3 separate regions of the Mus musculus genome follow, and all the other regions are linked to region 2. Evidence: chromatin contacts called from public promoter capture Hi-C data. All regions are on one chromosome and are shown on one strand. The core of a region is the stretch at or near the end of the contact, and the rest is flanking DNA. Distances in the headings are between cores, read along the strand shown.

Region 1 (4,157 bases), core at 790-3,289, 2.3 Mb before region 2:
CTGTTAACCCTTGGCTCCATTTGACCATCAATCTGAGCAATGAGCAAAGCAATATCATATCCATGTTTATGTCCCTCCTCCTTCCCTTGCTCCTCCTCTGGAGAAGCACTAATTACACAGGGGATAGCAAAGTAGCACTTTACAAATGGCCATGGCGTTCATCCCAAGAGCCACCAGCTCTTCTTACCATACCACTTCCTAACTCCTGTAAGGATGAGCCCAGTTAGTAAGGATGTTGGTAATCAGCAGAGACCATTCTCAAGGGTAGGTGTTCTGCAGCCCCGAATCAAATCATGTGAAAACCCCTTAAATGATCATTGGTTCTCAACCTGTGCCAGCATACTGCCTCTCTGTCTCCCAAATCAGAGCTCAAGCCAAATTCTTCTATCCTCTTTCCCTCTTGCATTAACCTTTGCTGATCCTCAGGGACCACTCCCCCAGCACTTTTGTGTTTGGGTGAGGGATGTTGGACAGAGCCCATTTTTATGTGCTGCAGGTTGGGGGTTGTGCTAACACTTTTGCTCTTGGTTGATGGACAAGATAGAGGCCAGGGAGTGAATAACAGTGAGAAGAGGAATGGCAGGTGCCTGTTTCATAGTCAGTGAGTGTGAAAGTTAGGCATAATAATGGCATCTCCCCACTTTAGGGTTCTCAAATACTTTGGACATCTCTTTCCTTAGAGCCAGGTAGATGTCTTACAGGTGAACTCGATGATGTGGAAAAGAACAAAAAAAGGGAGGTGAGGGAAAGGCTTGGGGTTTTGCGTGTTTGCATGAGTGTGTGTAGCTTCATGCTTTGGGAGTTGGCAAGAGGAAGAGGGAGGGAAGGGGAGCAAGCAAATCCAGGTCTTTTCTTGTACCAGTGGAACCTGCTCTGAATCTCCCAAGTCCTCCACTGTGAATTGGGCTGGGTGGGGGGGTGCAGGGGAATAAATCTTGTATGAGAACAATCTTTTAAGAGACTGCTGTTTCGTTGTGTACTTCCTTGATAAGTCTTCTCATTAATCTGATAATAGCTAATCTGGTGTGGTGATCCTCAGAAGAGGAAGCCCAGGTGGATGTCAGGGACCCTCCTGCCCTTTCTGTTTTTCCCTCTTGAGGCCACGTCTCCCCCCTACAACCAAGACATAAATATAACTAATACCTTGCGGGCATTTGTCAATTGTTATTTTTTTTCTCTTTTAGATTTATCTTTTTGTTTGTTTTTTTAGACAGGGTTTCTCTGTGTAACCCTGACTGTCCTGGAACTCACTCTGTAGACCAGGCTGGCCTCGAACTCAGAAATCCGCCTGCCTCTGCCTCCCAAGTGCTGGGATTAAAGGCGTGCGCCACCTCGCCGGGCTCTGAATAATGGCTTAATGAAGTTTTAGGTTGAAGGACTGAAAAATTAATACTGTGCCCTTCCACTGAGCTGCAAGGACAGCTGCTCTTTGACCGTCAGCAGACCTCAGAAACTAGAAATATTTATTTCAGGCTCCTCCGGACTGGCCACTGTGGTCAGGAATGGAAAGCACCTGCCAGGTGTGGCAGCTCATAACTGGAGACTTCAAGCTTTGTGGCTTGAGTAGCCCCCATTCCTAACCGTCTTTCTTGGGCGTTCAAATGACACTAGGTGTCGAGCGCCCCCTACATGCGACACGAAAATCGTTGGTGTCCTTGGCGTTCACAGCCACCCTCTGACAAAAGTACCTACAGGTCCTTTATACGTGAGAAAACTAGTCCCACTCCTGTGGAGGACTAGCTCTGTGCACCCTTGAGCGGCGTGGTAGATGACCCGGCTCCCACACCACGCGGGTTTAGCTCAAGGTCACGAGTGCTCAAACTCGGCCTAACAGGGTCTGGCGGCTTATAGAAAGGACCGCTCACCACAGGCAGCACTGCGGGCCCAGGAGGCGGCCGCTGACCTGTCACTAAGGCCGGGGACTGCGACTTCTTGACAGCCGCTACTAGGGCTACGGGGTCCCGGAAGGTCCGGGTACTCTTCCGGCAGGCTTCTTCCTTAGCCAATCAGCGTTAAGGTCCCGCCTCCTCACCGGAAGGAGGCGTTTCCCGGAGCAACCGACCAGTCCAGCTCTCGAGTTTGGTGGCGGGAAAGGCCATGAGTAAAAGCCGGGCCGAGGCTGCGGCTGGAGGTAACGGCAAAGCCCGCAAGACCCGGGAGGGGAATAGGAGAGGGGGTCGGAGGTGACCCCCATATCCTACCTCGTCTCCCGCAGCCCCCGGGATCATCCTGAGGTACCTGCAAGAACAAAACCGGCCCTACAGCGCCCAGGACGTGTTCGGAAACCTACAGAAGGAACATGGACTGGGCAAGGCGGTGAGAACCCCCTTTGCGGGGGCTCCCTCCCCGCTGGACTCCCTTGTTAGCCTTGGGTCCTGCCTTCCTTGTCACAACAGAAATCTCCCCCGTCTGGGGTCGCGCTAATTGTTTCACCCTCTCCTCTGCTAGGCGGTAGTGAAGGCGCTGGATCAGCTGGCCCAGGAAGGCAAGATCAAAGAGAAGACCTACGGCAAGCAGAAAATTTATTTTGCCGATCAGGTGAGAACTCAGATTAACACTCACCTGAGAGCTTGTCTGAGTGAATCTCAGCATTTCGTGTGTTGAGGCATGCCGGGCAGTGGTGGCGCACGCCTTTAATTCCAGCACTTGGGAGGCAGAGGCAGGTGGATTTCTCAGTTCGAGGACAGCCAGGGCTACACAGAGAAACCTGTTTCGGGGAAAAAAAAAAAGTGTTGAGGCACCTCACAAAATAATCTAATCAGTGGTATGAAAGAGCTTCAGATACTCTTAAGTCAGTTGTACGCTGCACGCTGCCTTCATCAGTGTTCATTTGAGCTATGAACAAAGGAAGACCCTGACTCACAACTCCTAGTCTCGTTTCTGCTATCGTTTCCTGCCAAATCATTTTTCCTCTTCCTCTGCCCCACTACCCCAAACACATCAAATTTACATTCTCCTACCCAGACTTCTCTCTGGATAATTATTATCCAGATAATATTGAGTACCAGCATCGATATGGCCAATGTTGAATGCTTACTCTCTGCCCCCTAATTGGCTTTCTAGCATTTTTCTGTCAGGAAACCTCTCTTCTCAACCCAGAGATTAGAATGTAAGTCTTTGTCTCTCTTATTTATACACCTGATATGTGTGGCTATTTGTCAATTATATCTGATTACCCCCATCCACCCTCTTTTTTGAGATTAGCCCTCACTACGTGGCCCAGGCTAGCTCAATTTTATTTATTTATTTATTTTGCAGTTGTTAAATCTAACGTGTCATCACTGCTCTCAGTCAGACCCGCCTGTCTAAAATGATGTATTAAGGTTTAATCTTGGATGTTGTATCCTGAATGATCTATCTAAATGCAGATTGAGGCTGGCAAGATGGCTCAAGAGCTCCACTGTATTTTTAGACTTTCTAAAGCATTTGGTCTCACTTATTCTGCTCTACTTTGCCATTGAGCTGTATGCCCAGCCACTTAATTAATGTACAGATAGTCCCCCTGCCTCAGCCTTCCAGGTTGCTGGAGTGAGGAGCCTGTACCACTAGCCCCAGCATCCTCTCCCACTGTTGGGTTTAGGGGTCACCTACTGGTGCTTCCATATTTGAATGCCGCCTCCCCTGATGTGTATTTTTCTCTCTGTGCCTCATGGAATCAGCTATATTTCTCTTGGCTGGCAGAACCAGTTTGACACAGTGAGTGATGCGGACCTCCACGGCCTGGATGCCAGTATCGTGGCCCTCACTGCCAAGGTGCAGAGCTTACAGCAGAGCTGCCGACACATGGAGGCCGGTAAGACTGGGCCGTGGTTTGGAGGTCATAAATTGCTAACAGAATGGTTCCTTGACTGCAGCTAAGACCCCTTTGCCAGGTGCCTATGATGTTGCATTGAAAGAAACACAGAAGCCGGGCGTGGTAGCGCACGCCTTTAATCCCAGCACTCGGGAGGCGGAGGCAGAGGCAGGTGGATTTCTGAGTTCAAGGCCAGCCTGGTCTACAAAGTGAGTTCCAGGACAGCCAGGGCTATACAGAGAAATCCTGTATTGAAAAGCGGGAAAAAAAGAAAGAAAAGAAAGAGAGAGAGAGAAAGAGAAAGAAGGAAAGAAAGACTGACAGACAGACAGACTGACTTAGCTATGGCTTCTGAGTACAACAG
Region 2 (4,339 bases), core at 845-3,344:
GGCTGGATGAATTTCTGGGCTCTAGTTCCCTCTTCTCACTAGCTGTGAACTCCAGGAGGGAGTCTTGATCTCTGGCCCTTCCCTGATATGAAAACTTTCTCAGCAAGAGGACGTGGGCAGGACCACCACAGTTGCAAACAGTGCTGAGGGCCTTGGGGGGACCCAGAGCAACTAAAGAAAGCAGGGGAGTGAGCGATATTGAGAGGTAGTACTGGGACTAGGCGGGGTGGAACGTCTAGACAGCACCAAGGGACCGATTTTGGATTTTGAGCAGTCCTCAGATACCCAGGTGGGTGGGGTGGGGTGGGGGTTGCCTGGCTCTGAGCCAATCAAAGGTCTCAAAGAGCAGGCAGCCAGGGACAGAGCAGCTTACCTCCCAGCTCTCCCTCCACACAGTTGGCTGGGAGGAGGGAGAGGGAGCGGAGGCTGACTTCAAAACCAAGTTTTCCTGAAAAGCCTCTGGCCTTGTTTGTCTTAGCTCCTCCCAGTTCCTCCCATGGTGCTCTGCAGCAGCTTCCTAGCTCTGGACCTAAGGGCCAGGGCAGCGGGAGAAATGCTTGCTCCCCCTCTTTTCCAAGCCCGTTAGGCACGAGGGAACAGGGCTAAAGTCTAACCTTCAGATGATCAGTGGTTAACCCGGTCAAGATCATTGACCTTAACATTCAGCTTTCTTTCTCCTTGGTACCCCTAATTCCAGCTTTGAGGGTCTCATGTTGTTTAAGTCTCAAATCACTGAGCTCAAAGTGGTCCTCCTGGCTCAGTTTCCCCGTATGCTTTTCTCTGACTCCAAGGTAGCTTGCTTCCCAGGATTCCCAGAACTCTCTGGAGCTTCCTAAGTGCAAGTAGAGAAAGACTTAAGGTTAAAAAAAAAAAAAAAAAAGCACCCCCCCTCCATCCCCAAGTGTAGAGATTACAGAGGACTTGGAGATAGGAGCAGGGTGGCTGGGGCTTACTCGACTGCTTGAAGATACGTGTCCATCTCTCTTTACAACCCAAGCCCCAGAGAACAGACCCCTTCCCCCAGGCCTCTGTGTTTCTCACTCCTGAGATGACTGCTGCTCTGAGAGAGATGCTAAGTGCTTCATGTGCTCATTTATCCGCCATCTCAGGGACGGGACGGTCACAAGAAATAAGCAGTGAATGCCTGACCTTGAGCCAGTCCCTGAGATGGCGGTCCCTTTTCTTCTTCAGTAAGAGGAGGGAAGATCCTCACTCCCTCCTCGCTTAGTAGGAGCTTGCTTTGCAGCTCAAGTCAGCTTCAAATTCACGACAGTCCTCCTACCTCAGCCTCTCAAGGACGGTGATTGCAGGCACGAGCCACTACACCCTGCCAATTCGGGGAGTTGAGGGGTGGGAGTTAAATGATCCTCATGTTCTCCCTAAACTGTGGGCTTCTTCTGCTATCATGAAGCCCTGCAGAGAGCAGACCCCCCTCTCTCTATGAGGACCTCAGAGCACTTTCCCTTTGTTCTCCTTTTTATTTCCCAGACAAAGGGAAATGACTCACCCCAAAGTCACTTGAGTGGGCAGTGTGGTGTCATATAAGCAAACAGGGAGTCCCTAGGGATATCCCCGTGCTATGCCAGTCCTACCCGTGGGGGCTGGGGTTAGGGTGAAGAAGAGAAAGGGGTTTTATTTACACTGCTTGTCGCCCACCTTGTCACCATAGCAAAAGATGCTTAAGTTCTTGATTTAAGGGAAATCTCTCCTCCCAGCTTGTCTTTCTCCCCCTAGTCACCACTAACCTCAGGGTGAGGTCAGTTCTCCAATCACGTGAAGCTCTCACGTTTGCTAGGTTTGCAGAAAGGGCCTTTTAGCTTTGATCTTCCACGGAGCAGTAAAGCTTGCCAGGCCCTCCCCAGGAATTCACATGCCCTTGCCATACAAGGCTTTCCAAACACGCCACCCTGACTCTTCAGAAAACCCCACCCCAGTCCACTTTCAGCTCCTCCCCGCTGCCAGCAAGCACTTTTGCAAAGCAGAAAAGGAATAGGCACACTCCACCTACATTGTCAGTAGACTACAAATCCCAACAATCCTGGCGGTGCGCAGGCGCACAGATCTCAACGTGCCGGCTGCTGGAAAAGTGTGTCACTGGGGCACGAGGCGCTCCCTGGAATCACATGGTACCTGCTCCAGTGCCGCGTGCGGCCCGGGAACCCTGGGCTGCTGGCGCCTGCGCAGAGCCCTCTGTCCCAGGGAAAGGCTCGGGCAAAAGGCGGTTGAGATTGGCAGAGTGAAATATTACTGCTGAGGAAACGTAGCAGGGCACACGTCTCTCTTTGCGTCCTGGTGCCTCATTTCTCCATCACCTACTTACTTCCTGGTTGCAGCTTCTCTTCCTTTGGGACTTTTGCACCCGGAGCTCCAGATTCATTACCCTGCTTCACTGCGGAGCCTTCAGGAGTGGCATCCGGTGCACTGCAGAGACCCGACTCTCCTTGCTACCTTATAGCCAGAACTGCTGCAGGCTGATTCTTCACACACACACTCTCTGCTCTTCCCATGCAAATCAGATCTCAGGTGCCTCAGCGTCCTACCCTTCTGGAGGGCTGCAGTATAGCCACCCCAAGACCTTACTGCTCAGTGCCTGGAATCCTGATTGCGAACTGCGGGGCTCACTCGTCTCCCTCAGCCATTGCCCAGGGGGCGAGAGAGGCCATCACAACCTCCAGTTTGTGTCAAGGTCCAGTTTGAATGACCGCTTTCAGCTGGTGAAGACATGACGACCCTGGACTCCAATAACAACACAGGTACTGAGATTCTTATCTTTGCTCTGTCACTGTCTCCATTTCCATCCAAGGCTTATGAGAGGAACTTTGTAAGGGATTGGGGATTCCCTCTGGCTGGTGTTTGTTACTGTGCTAAGATGAAAGCCACTAGGTAAGATTTCTAAAGAGGGTTATTACGGCTGGGAATGTGCCTAAAACGCATCACTAGCACCCCCTGAGTTCCCCTCAGTCCGAGAACGGATGAAATGGAGGGTGGATACCAGTGGCGAGTGGAAGAGTTTAGGGAGACTCAGCATTTTGAAGCAGTCTCTGGACACGTCCCCATTTGCCCACTCCTTGCAGCTATAGTATGCCTGTCTCTTTTCCCTTTTCTACAGTTCTAGCCTACTTCCAGGTAGTCTTGGGAAGTGGGGCGATCCGGGCTGGTGGGTTTGCGTGACTGGGTCAGAGTTCACAGGGGAATCCTCAGCGGCAGTGGGGAGCTTCATTTGAGGAGTCGGGTGCTTGGGACTCATCTCCAGGCAGGGCACCCACAGCGACTTAGCCTGGGGAGGGCTCACATGGCTGCAGAGCCGGGCCCACGTGCTGCATTTGTTTTCATTCAGTAGAAGCCGTGGCCGCCATCTCATTGGTCATTGCCTCCCGGCCTCGTTACATAATGAGCTCCGCCCCTCAAGTTGCCGGAGCAACGCTTGTCGCCTTCTCTCCTCCCCTCAGTTGTCCCGGCCCAGCTTGGTTTTAGGGCCAGCCTACGACCCAGGACGCCCGGGAGGGGCGGGGCGAGGGCGGGGTTTTCCTTGCGACAGAAGGGAAGCGGAGAAGGCGGTGCTTCGAGTTCCGGGGTTCCTCGTTGGGGTGCCACGTGCGAGGGGCACACGTGGAGTGGGGACGTGAGGCCAGCTGAGGGCCAGGCTCCCGCCCCGCCCTTCTCCGCCTAGATCTGGGTGAAGCTGGGCTGACTCACCGCCCCCGCCTGGCTTCTTTTCCTCTCAGACTGCCTGGCCCTTACCCTCTATGACCGAGACTTGAGTAATATGGGGGCACCCCTGACTTGTTTGGCCTCAAGTTTATACGTCCCAGCTAAACCTCACACCAGATTATTCTTATACCCCTTTATTCTAATCATGCCTACATTCATTTTCTGCATTCAGACTCACTTTTCCATGTTCCAAAGTTTACTGTTCTCCGAGTATGACTTTGCATGCCATGAATGTCTTCTCCCCCCCAAACAGGAATACCTTAGAATCAAGGTTGACAACGTACTACTTTGTGTCGTCGCCCAGGGTTTTTTCCCCCCACTCATAGAAAGGAAAACTGAGACCAAGAGACAAGAGTTGATTTCCTCTATATTGGAAAGCTAATCGGTAGCAATACACATCTAGATGGAGAGCTAGGGTCTTTTGAGCATTGCCCATCACTTCAAAGTTGGAAGACTTTTTTTTTTAGTGACTTTCTCATGCCCTCTTTCAGGATTAACTAGGTCAAGTTCATTTAGGTCCACATAAATAACCCATCCTCCAACCCAGCCGTGAAACCATAGCCGGGTAACCATTCTGTGACTTATTTTACAGGCAGGGTTCACCCTGACCAACCTTGAGCTATTTTAA
Region 3 (4,416 bases), core at 1,360-3,859, 2.7 Mb before region 2:
GCAACAAATCTTGACGACACATGCTGTCGGGTCCCAAGAAATGTAGCTTAGGACCCCTCAATTCTCACAGTCTCTTCAAGGGTAATAAAGAGACTGTTCGAAAGACCTGTCACCGTACTGCTCTGGCTGGAAGATCCACCTGCTGCAGCCTGTTAAATGCTAGGATCCTAACTGTGCATTACCACAGAGATTGGGGTGGGGTGGGTGTACAGTAGTCAACTGTCAGCACCTAGGATTTCTTAGCATTTAATGCTGCCTCCATACACACAGGCAAAACATCTACATACATAAAACACCACCATCAAAACACCAAAACCACCCAAAGAAAAACAATTTAACTGGGTGGTGGTGCCAAATCCCTTTAATCCCAGCACTCAACAGAGGCAGGTGGAAGCTAGCCTTGAACTTATGTGGGAAAAAACAAATCCTAACTATGTGTTTCCGTACACACGAGTACAGGTTCCCTCTGGAGACCAGAAAAGGGTGTCTGATCTGGAGATGGAGTATAGCAGCTTGGAACCTTTTAACATCATCAGGTTCTGGAAATTAAACTCAGCAGCTCCACAAAAGTAAGTATCCTAATGACTAAGCTTTCTTTCTATCCTGGTTCAAAACAAAACTGCACAGAGCCCTCTCCTTCCACCCTTATTCGGGTTCCAGGGATTGAACTCCGGTCACCAACACCAGGCCCTAAGCTGTCTCACAGCCCAAAGAAAACCATCTCGTACAAAGGTGAGGGAAGGCAGACCAGACCCTGTCCTGCGTACCCTAGAAGACAAATCCAGCAACCTGCACTTAATAAGGGCAAGCTGGAGAACAGAAAACGAAAGGGACCTGAGACAGGATGCTCACACCTGAAACCCAGAACACAGGATTCCGAATGTGAGGATAGCCTTGTGCTAAAAGACAAACAAAAACGGATGCAGAAAGATTAATGAACTACAGACTCTATCAAGTCTACTCCCCTCCCCTAACAGCGCTGTGGTCAAACCCAGGGTCTTGTATCTGCTGGGTTACAGTTATACAAGCTTAGCATTCTCAAGATGGAGGGAAGACGATCCCAGGGGCGGGAGAGGAAAGAGCAAGGGAATATGATGGCCCTTTCTTGTTCCACAGCAACCACAAGGCTGCCTCTTCCTCAGAGGAGGATGTGAACTTGCAATTCCATTTCTGGAAGGCTCACCTTGTGGGCATGAGGTGGTTGTAGTTATAAACTTTCACAAAGGACTTGATCTTGGATCGCTTGGCGATCTTCTTCTTGCCCATGGCAGCTGTCACTTTCCGGGGATAGCGGTCAATTCCAGCCACCAGGGCATGGCTGTAAGGGCGGTCCGAGGTGCCATCGTCAATGTTCTAGACGAGAAAAGGGAAAAAGAAAAGTCACGTTACTGCTTCGGCCCCATCTTAGTAAAACTATGTTTACTGAATACACCCTCCACATCTCTAGATTACTCCTTTAATGCTAAGAGTCAACAGGACAGTAACTCTGAGTTAGCCAGTGTTGACTCCTGTCACAAGGAGATTTAGAAGTCCATCAAGGCTAACACTCAAAGTGACCCCTAACACCTTCCCCCATGAAGCTAGTTAAGGTTAAAGCCCAGACTGCAAAGCGGGCAGCCTAACTAACCGGTTCTAGCTAAATGACAGGAGCAGGAAGCTGGAGAGGCCAGTGGTCTTGTGGCTAGGACCACAAGGGTTTATAAAACTGGTAAGAGGCAAGTAGCAAAACGCTCAAACACACCCAGGGGATGCTCTCTAAGTGTAAGTAGTGTCTCCCATCCTACATCCTCTCAGCTGCCTGCAGCACCCATTACTTTGACCTTAAGTAACTTAACACCTCGAAACCTTAGTGCCGGAAATTAAGTTACTGCAAGAACTATACACCACAGCTGTAATATGTACAATACACAGTGGCCACCATTACTACCCATTATGCATTCGCCAGTGCCTATTGTTAGGACAGATCTTAAATTCCCATCCGGCTCATCTTATCCAGCAGCCGAAATCCGCACATGCAAGCAGTCTCAAGAGCCCCGGGGGTCTGGTACCTTCACGATGACGGCTTTGCGTCCGGAGTAGCGTCCGGCCAGGACCAGCACCACTTTCCCGGGTTTCATGAACTTGCCCATCTCTGCAGAGACAAAGACAAGGAAGGAGCCGCTCACAAGTGTGTAAAGCGGAAGGCCCCGGAGCCGACGTCTACCTGCGAGCCCCGGTCGTAGGCCCGCGACTTTAGATCACCCGCTGCCGACTCCGCCACGCGGCCCGGAGGTCCTGCTCGAGGGATGCGACTCCCCGTGAAGCCGCCAGAGGCTCAGAGTCCGAATGAGCCCAGCAACCCGACCCCGGGACCGCGATGGCGGCGGATTGCAAGACCCTCTCCAGGCCTTTACTCACCGACAGCAGGCAGCCGGCACCCAGCAGAAAGGAAAGGAGGGCACTTCCGCTAACCTTTCACCTTACGGAGAGGTGGCTTCACTTCCTGTCCCGCCTCCCAGGCCCAGCCATGCCCCACGGTTGGTGGTCAAAGTTGTTGGCGGAAGGAGCTCGTCAGGGAGGGTCGGGCACTGCGTTTTTGAACCAAGCTTTATTAGCAGCACGAGCAGCAGACAGGAACAGAGCGTTCCGGTTCCGGCGTGTGGAGGGAGGAGCGAGGATGACACCTGAATGTGAGCTCTGTTCTGTCCCCTTCATTGCTGTAGTCCCCTACTCTGCCACTAGGAGGAGGACAGAGTCTGAAATTCACAGTTTTGCTTTGTAAGACCGGGCTTTGCGGGGGTGTGTGTGTGGGGGGGTGTGGGTGTGTGTGTGTGTGTCAGTGGTGGGCGGGGGTGTGTTTGTGTGTGTGTGTGCTGCATAAACCTGTAATCCCATCGTTTGAGGGGCTGAGACAAGAGTTCCAGTTCTAGTCCAACGTAGGTTACATAGACTCTGTCTTCCATAGGTAAATAAATTACAATTTATTTTAATTTAAATAATTTAAAATTATTATCCATAAGAAACAAAATGACAGCCGGGCGTGGTGGCGCACGCCTTTAATCCCAGCACTTGGGAGGCAGAGGCAGGCGGATTTCTGAGTTCGAGGCCAGCCAGGTCTACAAAGTGAGTTCCAGGACAGCCAGGGCTATAAAGAGAAACCCTGTCTCGAAAAACCAAAAAAAAAAAAAAAAAAAAAAAAAGAAACAAAATGACCTCCTCGCGCACAGTTAGATGAAAAATGAAAAATGGAAAAGATCAGACAGTATCCTTATCTCCAACATTCAACCCGATGATGTCAGATATTGACTACAATAAGCATGTGGTACTCCTAGCTTTTAAAATATATTTTTAAATTAAAATATATATTATATATTTGTATATATATATATATATATATATATATATATATATATACACACATATATGTTGAGATTTAGATTTTGTTTTGTTTTGTTTGGTTTGGTTTTTTTTTTGAGACAGGGTTTCTTTGTGTAGCCCTGGCTGTCCTGGAACTCACTCTGTAGACCAGGCTGGCCTCGATAGATTTATTTTTATTTTTTTGTATGAGTATTTTGCTTTTTTGCCTGCATGTATGTATATGCACCAAGATGAGTGTCTATTCTCCAAGGAGGTCAGAGGAAAATGTTGGATGCCCTGGAACTGGTTTTACAGATGATTGTGAGTCACTGTGTGGGTGCTGGGAATTGAGCCTGGGTTCTCTGCAGATCTTCTGCAAGAGCAGAAACTGCTCTAAGTACCATCATCTCTCCAGCCCCTATTTATTATTACTTCAATATTTTTCAGTTCATTTTTTTTTTTTTTAAAGATTTATTTATTATTTTATGTAAGTACACTGTAGCTGTCTTCAGACACACCAGAAGAGGGAGTCAGATCTTGTTACAGATGGTTGTGAGCCACCATGTGGTTGCTGGGATTTGAACTCTGGACCTTCGGAAGAGCAGTCGGGTGCTCTTACCCACTGAGCCATCTCACCAGCCCCCTTTTCAGTTCATTTTAAAGGACTTATTTTCAGTTATGTGTATGTTGATATGTGGGTATGTGTGAGAATATGATGCCCACATAGGCCACAGACATTGGATCTCCTGGAGCTGGAGTTACAGGCTGTGGTGAACCATTTGATGTGGGTACTAGGAAGAGAACTGGGCTTCTCTGGAAGAGCAGTAGTGCTCTCCACTTCTAAGCCACTTTGCTGGCACTAATTTCTGAGACAAAGTCTTACTCTGTAGCTAAAGCTGGCTTGGAAGTCACATTATAGCCTAGGCTGGAATCCAGCTTTCAGTGATCCTCCTGCCTCAGCCTCGTGAGTCCTGGAACCACATCTGGATTATACTTGCATTTCTGTATCCAATAAATATTTTGGGGGGGGGGTTGAAACAGGGTTTCTCTGTCTAGCCCTGGCTGTCCTTGAACTCATTC

The links. Promoter capture Hi-C pulls out the DNA fragments that hold promoters and counts their contacts.
Region 1: a promoter capture Hi-C map of cranial neural crest shows a contact between it and region 2. The contact joins the promoter of Psmc3ip here to the promoter of Nr1d1 in region 2. A contact is called at or near these places in 1 of 39 promoter capture datasets (cranial neural crest) and 2 of 115 datasets of contacts at active chromatin or transcription factors (astrocytes and forebrain).
Region 3: a promoter capture Hi-C map of pre-B cells shows a contact between it and region 2, with 3 times the contacts expected there. The contact joins the promoter of Rpl27 here to the promoter of Nr1d1 in region 2. A contact is called at or near these places in 3 of 39 promoter capture datasets (cranial neural crest, liver and pre-B cells).

What each region holds. Positions count from the first base shown.
Region 1 is chr11:101,093,317-101,097,473 of GRCm38.p6, reverse strand. It overlaps Psmc3ip (proteasome (prosome, macropain) 26S subunit, ATPase 3, interacting protein), which reads left to right and starts at 2,039. Exons shown (of 8, transcript NM_008949.3): 1 at 2,039-2,131; 2 at 2,216-2,316; 3 at 2,449-2,538; 4 at 3,682-3,793. The coding sequence starts at 2,098. It overlaps Retreg3 (reticulophagy regulator family member 3), which reads left to right. Exons shown (of 9, transcript NM_026501.3): 9 at 1-1,152.
Region 2 is chr11:98,773,132-98,777,470 of GRCm38.p6, reverse strand. It overlaps Nr1d1 (nuclear receptor subfamily 1, group D, member 1), which reads left to right and starts at 2,094. Exons shown (of 8, transcript NM_145434.4): 1 at 2,094-2,753. The coding sequence starts at 2,723. Gm31862 (a long non-coding RNA gene) reads right to left here and starts at 2,060. Exons shown (of 4, transcript XR_880204.3): 1 at 1,657-2,060; 2 at 374-832.
Region 3 is chr11:101,440,438-101,444,853 of GRCm38.p6, reverse strand. It overlaps Rpl27 (ribosomal protein L27), which reads right to left and starts at 2,609. Exons shown (of 5, transcript NM_011289.3): 1 at 2,398-2,609; 2 at 2,049-2,131; 3 at 1,184-1,353. The coding sequence starts at 2,129.